Regions from separate parts of the Pan troglodytes genome. Here all the other regions are linked to region 3. The links are chromatin contacts, called in public Hi-C and HiChIP or PLAC-seq maps. All regions are on one chromosome and are shown on one strand. Each heading gives the region's core, a stretch centred on a gene start, on an enhancer-like site or on the middle of the called end of the contact. The rest is flanking DNA. Distances are from core to core; before and after follow the strand shown.

Evidence for each region. A called contact is a pair of places that touch in the nucleus more often than the background predicts. HiChIP or PLAC-seq counts read pairs in DNA pulled down with a chosen protein or histone mark.
Region 1: a contact with region 3 is called in a Hi-C map of stem cell-derived neural progenitor cells, with 4 times the contacts expected there. The contact joins the enhancer-like site here to the promoter of PID1 in region 3. A contact is called at or near these places in 2 of 7 Hi-C or Micro-C datasets (blood and stem cell-derived neural progenitor cells) and 1 of 1 other capture datasets (stem cell-derived neural stem cells).
Region 2: an H3K4me3 HiChIP or PLAC-seq map of stem cell-derived excitatory neurons shows a contact between it and region 3, with 7 times the contacts expected there. The contact joins the promoter of DNER here to the promoter of PID1 in region 3. A contact is called at or near these places in 2 of 7 Hi-C or Micro-C datasets (blood and stem cell-derived neural progenitor cells) and 1 of 1 datasets of contacts at active chromatin or transcription factors (stem cell-derived excitatory neurons).

What each region holds. Positions count from the first base shown.
Region 1 is chr13:131,826,333-131,829,513 of NHGRI_mPanTro3-v2.0_pri, reverse strand. DNER (delta/notch like EGF repeat containing) reads left to right here. Exons shown (of 13, transcript XM_516135.6): 3 at 334-428; 4 at 2,770-2,936. Among named protein-coding and RNA genes, the nearest start is that of DNER, 130 kb to the left of the region's middle. Within about 2 kb of position 1,828, at least 8 of the 24 cell types and tissues checked have an H3K27ac peak or open chromatin away from gene starts, as enhancers often do. A contact at or near this core is called in stem cell-derived neural progenitor cells, where this site is marked.
Region 2 is chr13:131,954,031-131,957,077 of NHGRI_mPanTro3-v2.0_pri, reverse strand. DNER (delta/notch like EGF repeat containing) reads left to right here and starts at 1,700. Exons shown (of 13, transcript XM_516135.6): 1 at 1,700-2,107. The coding sequence starts at 1,832.
Region 3 is chr13:131,510,266-131,513,001 of NHGRI_mPanTro3-v2.0_pri, reverse strand. It overlaps PID1 (phosphotyrosine interaction domain containing 1), which reads left to right and starts at 1,270. Exons shown (of 3, transcript XM_526050.8): 1 at 1,270-1,570. The coding sequence starts at 1,541.

The DNA.
Region 1 (3,181 bases), core at 579-3,078, 320 kb before region 3:
CAGGGGTCAATGACTGCTTGTTAAATGAATGGAAAAAGAGCAGGGAGTGACATCTGCTTCCTGTCCTGCAATATCCTATCGATCAGTTTTAACAATCCCAGGAATTTATAGATTGCTCTCAGGGAAGCTGTTGCATTTCAGAACATCAAATGACAAAGATTTCATTTTCTTTTGAGTTTGTAAGGCTTCACTTCTTCGTCTCCTCTCTAGCCCTACCCCCGCATCATCAAAAGGGATGAAGGAAATTCAGCATGGAATTTTGCTTTATCACATTATGTTATACTATAAACAACCCCAATCATATGTCGTTTTTTTTTTTTTTTCCCTTCCCAGGTGATCCCAGATATTGCCTGTGGGAATGCCAGTTCTAACAGCTCTGCGGGTGGCCGCCTGGTATCCTTTGAAGTGCCACAGAACACCTCAGTCAAGTAAGAAAATTCTGAGTTACAAACTGTTAAGAGTGATGCTATGACCTATAAGTGGGGTTGTGTCCATCCGTGGACCTGGTGTGTAAGTGGCCCGTCAAGTGAGAATCGTGAACAGATTCCACGGGTAGATGTGGCCCCTGCCATTTGAAAACTAGAGGAAGCGATTTCAGAGGCGATTACAGTGCGGGTTTTCAGGCTGGACAAGTGGAATTGAGAAATTGGACTGGATGAGTCTGGTGTGAGGTGACAAACCGTGAGGCCTTAGATAAGATCTCAGCCAGATTCCTTGTCTCCCAAATGCTTTGCTTCCCAAATTATTGGCCTCTTAAGATTTTAATGGACCATCAGTTACATTCAGATGCATACTTTGCCCCAAATTTAAATTCTACATATTACAATTTTCTCTTTATTTTTTATAATTTTTATTTATTTATTTATTTTTACAATTTTCTCTTTAAAAGCAAGCGTACAAAGAGAGTGTTTTGTTTTAAATTCAAGCTATTTTAAATGACAGGGTCCATTGTCACCGGTGGGGAAGAGGGAGAGGCATAGGGAAGCAGTGCTGGTTGAGACCTGATATGTGTGGTGCTTTATATGAGGCTCAAGTCAGCAGGTGCCCAGAAGCACAAAGCTGGGGGTGGGGTATGGGCCAGTATTAGGGTGCCCCAGGCCGGCTGACAACCCCCCACTGCCCATCCTTTTCAGTTGCCATTGACTACCGCCCTCCCCACACTTTCCATGCAACCTGAGGGGCATTTGCTGTCCAGTCTTTGGGGATTTTTAGAAGACTGGGAACACGTGGCCTGGTTAACCAATCTGATGCACTGGCTCCCTTTTAAGGGGCCTGCGGGCACTGTAGGTCTCTTCCATGTATCCATCGCCATTTTTGTCTACCTGGCTTTCTAAACAATGGAGTCCCTGAACATGTTTGGAAGAGGGACTTTGTTACATTGCTCTTGCACCCTGGGTCCCCACAGCCTTGAACTCACTCTGGCAGGGGAAGAGCCTGGAAGGGCTGCTTGGGAATTCCTGGGCTCAGGAGGAACGCTTCCATCCGGAGAGGCGGGAGAGGTGGAGCCTGAGGCAGCTTCGAGCTCTACCAGCAGGGGGACCCCGGTCCTAAGCGTTTCTTTCACTGCTCAAACTACAGCTGAAACCCCTGCCGTCCTGGGCTAGTTTTAGGAGCAGGATCTCTAGTTTCCTTTACTCTTAAAACATCTCTCAGCCCTTTCTTGTCTAGATCATATTATCTTACCTTGATAAACCTTCCCAAATTTTCTGGTCTTCTATCTCGTTAAATGCTTTTGTTTTTTTCCTCTCAACAAACCTGCCATTCTCTGAGACTCCCTTAGGCTGCAGAACGGGACCAAATCAGCAGTCTGACTCAGACGAAGTGAGATGGGAGTGCCGAATGACCTGAGGGCACTGAATTCACTTGTGGGGGTTACTAGCTCCTTACGCTTTCATTTCCTCATGAATTTAGTCACTTATCAAAGCTTTACTGAGCCCCTGCTGCACGCCAGGAGCCCTGTGCTGGGGGAGCGGATCTGTGCAGAGTCTACTGTGATCTTCTCCAGGAGCACTGGGGAGAATGGGCAGCTGTTGGGATGTTGGGAAGTGGTCAGGGGTCTCTGGGAAGAGGTAATATGTGGGCTAGGAACACATTTCCAAGGTGGAGAAGGAGACAAAGCTTGGGAGGTGAGAAAGAACTGGGTTGGGGTAGCTCCTAGTAGCTGAAGCATTGGGCTGTGAGGAGAAAAGCGCAGGAGGGCAGCTGGGGTTGGGGTTGGGGTTGATGGGCTTTCTGTGACATCCTATTCTCTGTGGGGTGTTTTTTTTTGTTTTGTTTTGTTTTTTACCAAAAATGAGCCAGGGGAGGCCTGAAGCATTGGGAGGTGGATTGTATGTGATTGTGTGTGTGTGTGGGTGGGTGGGTGGGGGGTGTTGGGGAAGGGTGACACACTTTTGCTTATTTTGGCAGCATAACTCAGGTGGCTGTGTTGGGTTGCAGTCCACGTTTACGACAAATTTAAGCAAAACTCTTTTTATATTGTGTGGCTATGGAAGGATTTGTCTGAAAGAGAACTCAGTGTACTCTTTTACTGTTCATCAAAGTGGTTACTCAAAGGTGAGTTACCAGTGACTCATTTTGTGGTACACTGTGAACAAGTGGGAGTATGCGCCTTTATAGTGGATGCCCGCGTATCTGTTTATGCCGTCGATCTCCTGGTACCTTGGTAGATGCACATACCATCTTTGTATTTATTTTTAATTTGAAGAACTGGTTCTAAGATGAATTTTTCTGAAAGGAGCTTTCTGTTTACATCATTCCTGTTTCCAGGATTCGGCAAGATGCCACTGCCTCACTGATTTTGCTCTGGAAGGTCACGGCCACAGGATTCCAACAGTGCTCCCTCATAGATGGAAGAAGTGTGACCCCCCTTCAGGCTTCAGGGGGACTGGTCCTCCTGGAGGAGATGCTCGCCTTGGGGAATAATCACTTTATTGGTGAGTTACCAAAATCTTCCACTCAACACTGCATCTGATTCAACCCAACTTTGGTTTGGTGTTGAGACAGTAGGTAGGGAATTTTGCTCAGATAATCTGAATTCTATCCATCAATGCTATTTCTTTCACTTTGGTAAGGTTTTAGAATAAAAACTGGATTCTAACATAATATTTCTTTTTTTATTTTTATTTTTTTTTGATGATGGAGTCTCGCTCAGTCACCCAGGCTGGAGTGCACTGGCACG
Region 2 (3,047 bases), core at 451-2,950, 440 kb before region 3:
TTAATTAACTCACAACCTTTTTACACTTCATCTTGCTTCATTTGTGTGTGTGTCTTGATGGAAGGGAATGAAGAGCACTATCCACTAGTCCAGGATTTAAGGTAAGAGAAGTTAGTTTCAGGAAAGAATGCAACTCCAGGGGCACAGAAACCACCTGAATGACGACACTAGTACCAGCAGAGGGTGCTGGCGTGGCACAAAATTAAGAATTTTCAAAAGGAAGAGGTCTTAGATTGAAAGACAGCAGGTGTGAGGAAAAATGTAATAACTCTATCCACTTGGAGGTCTGAATTCTCCGCTTGCAGATCTGTCTGGGGTTCAGTGATTTCCTGCAATGGCCACATGAATTTTAGGTATCTCCTGAAGCAGAAAAGTGTGACATTTGCTTCTGCGTTTGAACAGGACAGGGAGAAGCCATGCAGTTTGCCTTCTGTTTCCACTGGAGGACTTTTAGCAGCCCCTGGCGTCTGTGACACCTACAGCATAAGTTCACATGGAGTCCTTACTTTAATTTTTTTAAAAAACAAAACAAGCTATTTTTTGTGTTTACTAAAAAAAAAAATTGGCCCAGACTGTCAATCCAGGGGAATCACATTTTCTTTTTTCATTTGGCCACCTTAAAAAGAAGGTAACAGGTACCTGGGAACCCACAGGTAATAGAGATTGTGAAAGGTCAGGTGGAGGAGACAAGGCTGGATGCGCTTTATTCAGCGGAGTGCAGCCTCCTTGGCGGTCGCAGCACCAGCCAGCCCAGCCAGGACGTGTAGAAGAGCCTCCCCCATCCCCCCCCGAAGTAGGTCACAGCGAATGCTCCTTTTATACAGAGTCCCCTGTTGCGATTCCTGCCGCTAGCAGCGCCTCTGCCAACCTGGGCTTTTGAACTGTTCTTTCGGGCGTTCTGGGCTGGGAGTCAATTGACCCACTGGATTCGAATCCAGACTTTCTGGGCCTCAGTTTCCCCCTAGGTTCAACGACAGGGGTGGACAGCCTGACACCAAGGCCTCTTCCCGCCCTCACACGGCGCTGCCAGACATTCCTTAGTGGTGCGGCAGGCCCCGCGCTCTGGAAAGGGCCGGCGAGAATGAGACAGCTGGGTCAGCACCAAGGACAAGGGCCCCGGGTCCGCCTGGCGGACACGAGGTCACTTCCAGGCGAACCCGGCTGCTGAGCGAGCGTCGGGCGCAGGGTTCCGTGGCCGGGCGGGAGGGCTCGGGGTGCCGGGAGAAGCGCTGTGGGAAGGGGAGCAGTCCCGGGGGATGAGGCAAGGCCGGGCCCCGCGGCGGTCTCGCAGATTCTGCGCCAAGAGGCCAAAGGTGGCTGCTGCTAGCGCGCCGCCCCTCCCTTGAGGCGCCCTGCCCTGCCCGGGCCTTGGGGCGCACTCGGTGCTCCCGGCTCTGGAGGCCCCTCAAAGCCCCGCTTCCCGCACTCGTGGACCTCTCCAGCCCCTTTCCTCCCCAGCGTCGCCTGGCTCCCTGTACCAGGGCTGCTTCTGGACACACCCGTGACTTCGACCCACTCCTGGGGGATGGGGTCCCGCATCGTCTTCCTGCAACCCCCATCCCAACTCCCTGCGGGGAAAGAGGCCCCACTCCCCGGTGCTCCAGAGCCGGGGCCGCCAGGCGTCCCGCCCCCCGCTCGCCCCGCCCCGCCCCGCCCCGCAGGCCCCGCCCGCCGTTGCCCGGGGAACCGCGGATCCCGCAGCTGCAGGAGGCGCCCGGCCCGGCGGAGCAGCCCTAGCCGCCACCGTCGCTCTCGCAGCTCTCGTCGCCACTGCCACCGCCGCCGCCGTCACTGCGTCCTGGCTCCGGCTCCCGCGCCCTCCCGGCCGGCCATGCAGCCCCGCCGCGCCCAGGCGCCCGGTGCGCAGCTGCTGCCCGCGCTGGCCCTGCTGCTGCTGCTGCTCGGAGCGGGGCCCCGAGGCAGCTCCCTGGCCAACCCGGTGCCCGCCGCGCCCCTGTCTGCGCCCGGGCCGTGCGCCGCGCAGCCCTGCCGGAACGGGGGTGTGTGCACCTCGCGCCCTGAGCCGGACCCGCAGCACCCGGCCCCCGCCGGCGAGCCTGGCTACAGCTGCACCTGCCCCGCCGGGATCTCCGGCGCCAACTGCCAGGTGAGTGGAAGCGGCGGGCGCGGTGCGGGGCGCTGGTCCGGGACCAGCAGCCTCTTCCCGCCGGCCCTGCTGATGCTGCCCGACAATGGGCACGCCTGACACAGGCTTTCCCACTTTGGGAAGAAGATGGATCCAGTCCCTTGGCCCGCGTGGACGCGGACCCCCGGGCCGACCCTGATTCCCTTACCCGCCCTGGTTCCCGGGCGGGGCCAGCCGGGCTCTCGGGGTGTGCCGCTCCGGGGCTCGGCACTCCTCGCGCGGGGCTCCAGACGCTCCGGTTGGCCACTGAGTGGCGCGCCCCTCCCGGCCGGGCCGAGCCAAGAACCACTTGAGCGGTGCCCGCCTTGGCAGCGCGGAGGAGCCGGCTCCGAGCGTCCCCGGCGAGGTGTTCAATGTCCAGGTGGTCCACGCTCCACGTCCGGCTGGACCCTGTGTGTGTAAAGGGTGTGCGGTGTGGGAGGCAAGTGATGGTGGGCCCCGTGCCAGGTGGTGGGGCACTTGCTCCTTCTCTTCCTCCGCCCTTGAGGGCTGTGACAAAGCAGCCAGAGGACGAGGAGGGCAGCTGCCTCCCCTCGGCCTGCGACCAGCCCTCTCTAAGCTTAGGAGCAGTGTTGGAACAGTCGGAGGCATTCGAGGGGGCATTGTACGTGGCGCTGGCAGGGCCGCCCTTCCTGCCGGACGCTCCACGGGGCGCACGCTTGGGGCTGGCAGCCGGGGCGTGAGCAGGGCACCGGGAAGCCGCCAGAAAGCGTGGGGGCGGTGCGAGGGATGGGACGATGGGATGTAGCCAGCAGCCGCCCGTGAATTTGGGGTTTTCAGGAGAATTTGGCAGAAAATAATATCTGGGGCTTTTACAAGTCCGTTAAAGCTCTGTGAAACCTATTAACATCAACATTTTCAGTAGGCAATTTGGTAGGACTGTGTGTACGGGTAGAAAATC
Region 3 (2,736 bases), core at 21-2,520:
AATGTGTTCTCTCTGCTGCTCTCTTTGGTCATTCTATGTCGTGAGTTCTTCCCACCATGTTCTCCTCTCCCACTCTTCATCAGCTCCAGAATCAGCTTAGTATCCCTGACTCGCCAAGTGCCTTTAACCCGCAGCCCTAGACGGATGCTCTCTCCACTGGGTTTCCATGGTCAGTTAGAGGCGCAGGGCCAGATCTCCTGCCCCGAAGTCATCTGACTGTGCACTCTCTAAGCCACTCACTGGCTGTGTGACCTGGACAAGTGACCTAAACCTTATAAGCCTCATTTGTTTGATCCACATGGTGAAAATATTAATAGTTATTTTGCCGAGTTGTCAAGAGAATGGGAAGGGCTGGCCTGTTTAGGACAGGAAGTCATCTCATGGTGGCCGGCACTAGCCGGGGAGCCTCCAGGCCTGTGAGCCCAGAGCGGCTTTCCCTTGGGTTCTCAGAGCCTCCTGCTGCACCTGGCAGATCTCAGGATGAGTTAGTGATGCGGGAGTCTGCATGGCCCTCCTCATCCCTGTATAGGTTAGGAGTCGAGTCCTCTCCCCATCATGAAGCATGGCCTCCTCATGGCCAATCCCTCTCATCTCTCAGGTCTTACTCCAGGCATTCCCCAGGGCCCTCGTCTAAGAAACTCTCCTCTCCCCTTCTTCCCACATCTGCCCTGTTTTATCACCACCCGATATAGCACCGGCTTGTTGATGTGTTTGCTCAGTCACGACTCTCTCTCCAAAGCAGAAGGTAAGCTCCAGAGAGAAGGAACATTCTCTTGTCTTCTATTCTGCGTCGCCGCATCCTCAGAACCCAGCATAGGGGCTGGAGCCTAATAGATGCTCAGTTAACTGGAGTGGGAAGAATGAATGGAAGTGTCTCCCTAGCACAGCGCCAGGCACAGCACAGGCACTTCAGAGATGCCTGTTATATGGAAACCCGGGACCCCCGGGGCTACGGTTTCCTTATTTTAGGAATTTCCCCCACCCCCGCCACCCCCGACATCCCCGCTGCCCCCACCACCCCCGGCTCCAGGCCCTTCCCCCCTCAGCCAGTCTGTCCCTTTTCCCAGACCTCAACCCAATGGGGGCTTCCTGCAGGGAAGGGCCGGCTGTTCTAGCCTCCCCATTCACCCCTCACTAGGATTTAGAGTCTGCCGCGCTGCACTCCCGCCCCGCGCGGCCCCTGGGCGCCTGCCCCGGGCATGCTCAGAGCGCGCAGGTCCGGGCGGCGGCGGCGGGGGAGGAGGGAGCGGCCGCCCCCGCCGCCGCCGCGCGCTCGCCGGGCCCGGGCGGAGCTGCGCAGTCCTCTCGCAGCTGCGCCAGGACAGCCGGCGCGCGGCCGTGCCCACAAGTTGCCGGCAGCTGAGCGCCGCGCCTCCTCCTGCTCGCAGCCCCCTACGCCCACCCGGCGGCGGTGGCCAGCGCCAGGACGCACATCCCGCGGACACCGACCCCAGATGTAAAGCGGGACCCCAGCCCCTCGCCCCCCGGCGCGATCGACAGTCTCGCCAGCGTCTCCTCTGCCAAAACCCAGGGCTGGAAGATGTGGCAGCCGGCCACGGAGCGCCTGCAGGTAAGGGGCACCCGGGAGGCCGGGGGCCAGCCTGGAGGAGGAGGTGCCCGGGCAGAGGAACCTAGTTTTTGCTTCTGCCTACTTTAGGGGATTTGCCCAAAACCATCTTGTAAGACGCATCGATGGCAACATGATGCTGTCGGTTTAACCCAGCGCCAGGAACCCGGCAGGGGTATGGGGATGATGAAATTGATAAACGCACGGATTCAGGCGTTACAACTTTTGGCTTGGAGGTGCTTGTGTGCGTGTTGGTTGGTACATATAAGGTTGGACTTTCTGACTGGCAATTTAGATTGCATTCCACTGACACAATGCAGTGGTCTGGGGTTAGGATTTTTGAATCCAGATTTTTTTTTTTTTTTTTTTTTTTTTGTGGTCTCCAGGAAAGACAGAACAAGTGATATGTGAAAGCATCCATTTGCCAATATAATGTGGAAATATCAAGCTTGGTTTGGCTTGGTCATGGTATGCTACTTATTTTATTTTTCCCTATTCATTGGTTCTCTCCCTTTATCTTCCTTAAACCCAAGCTCCTTCAGATATTTAAGAATCAAAAGTAAGTTCAGCCAGGAATATTTATGTCCTGGGTTATCCCATCAAAAGTTTTTTACTGCTGTCTCCTGAAATGCCAGACTGCCTTGAATTGGATTCTGGAAGCTGGGGATTTGCGGGAGGTGATTGAAGAGAAAGAGGGACCTTTCCCAGAAGAACTCCTTCAGTGACACGTTGGGCCTTGGGATTGCCCTGGTTGCAAGGTTTGAGGACTGCCTTTTGCTGGCAAATATTGTCAAGAGTCACGGCAGCTACTCTGCCAGATAAAATCCACTGAATCCTGCAGTTAAACTTTTGGCAAGCTAGGAGCCACATTGTTTCGTAGTAAACTTTGAAGACGTGTTTAACTGGTAAAATACAGCACCACTGGAGGCTGAGTGCATCTGAAGACTTAGGACAGTGAGGCCAGGCCCTGGCTAGGTTGGAGGCTTCTCAATGAACATTTACAGCCCCAAGCACAGTTTCTCAGATGCAGGGAGAGGCTAACCTTTGTCTAGGAGTCCTCATACAGAGGAACAACCTGCAGAGGGCATTGCATTTAGCGGAAACAGATGCCCCACACACAGCTCCTTTCCAAATCTCCCTGGGCCATGATTGGTGGGGAGTGTGTTCAA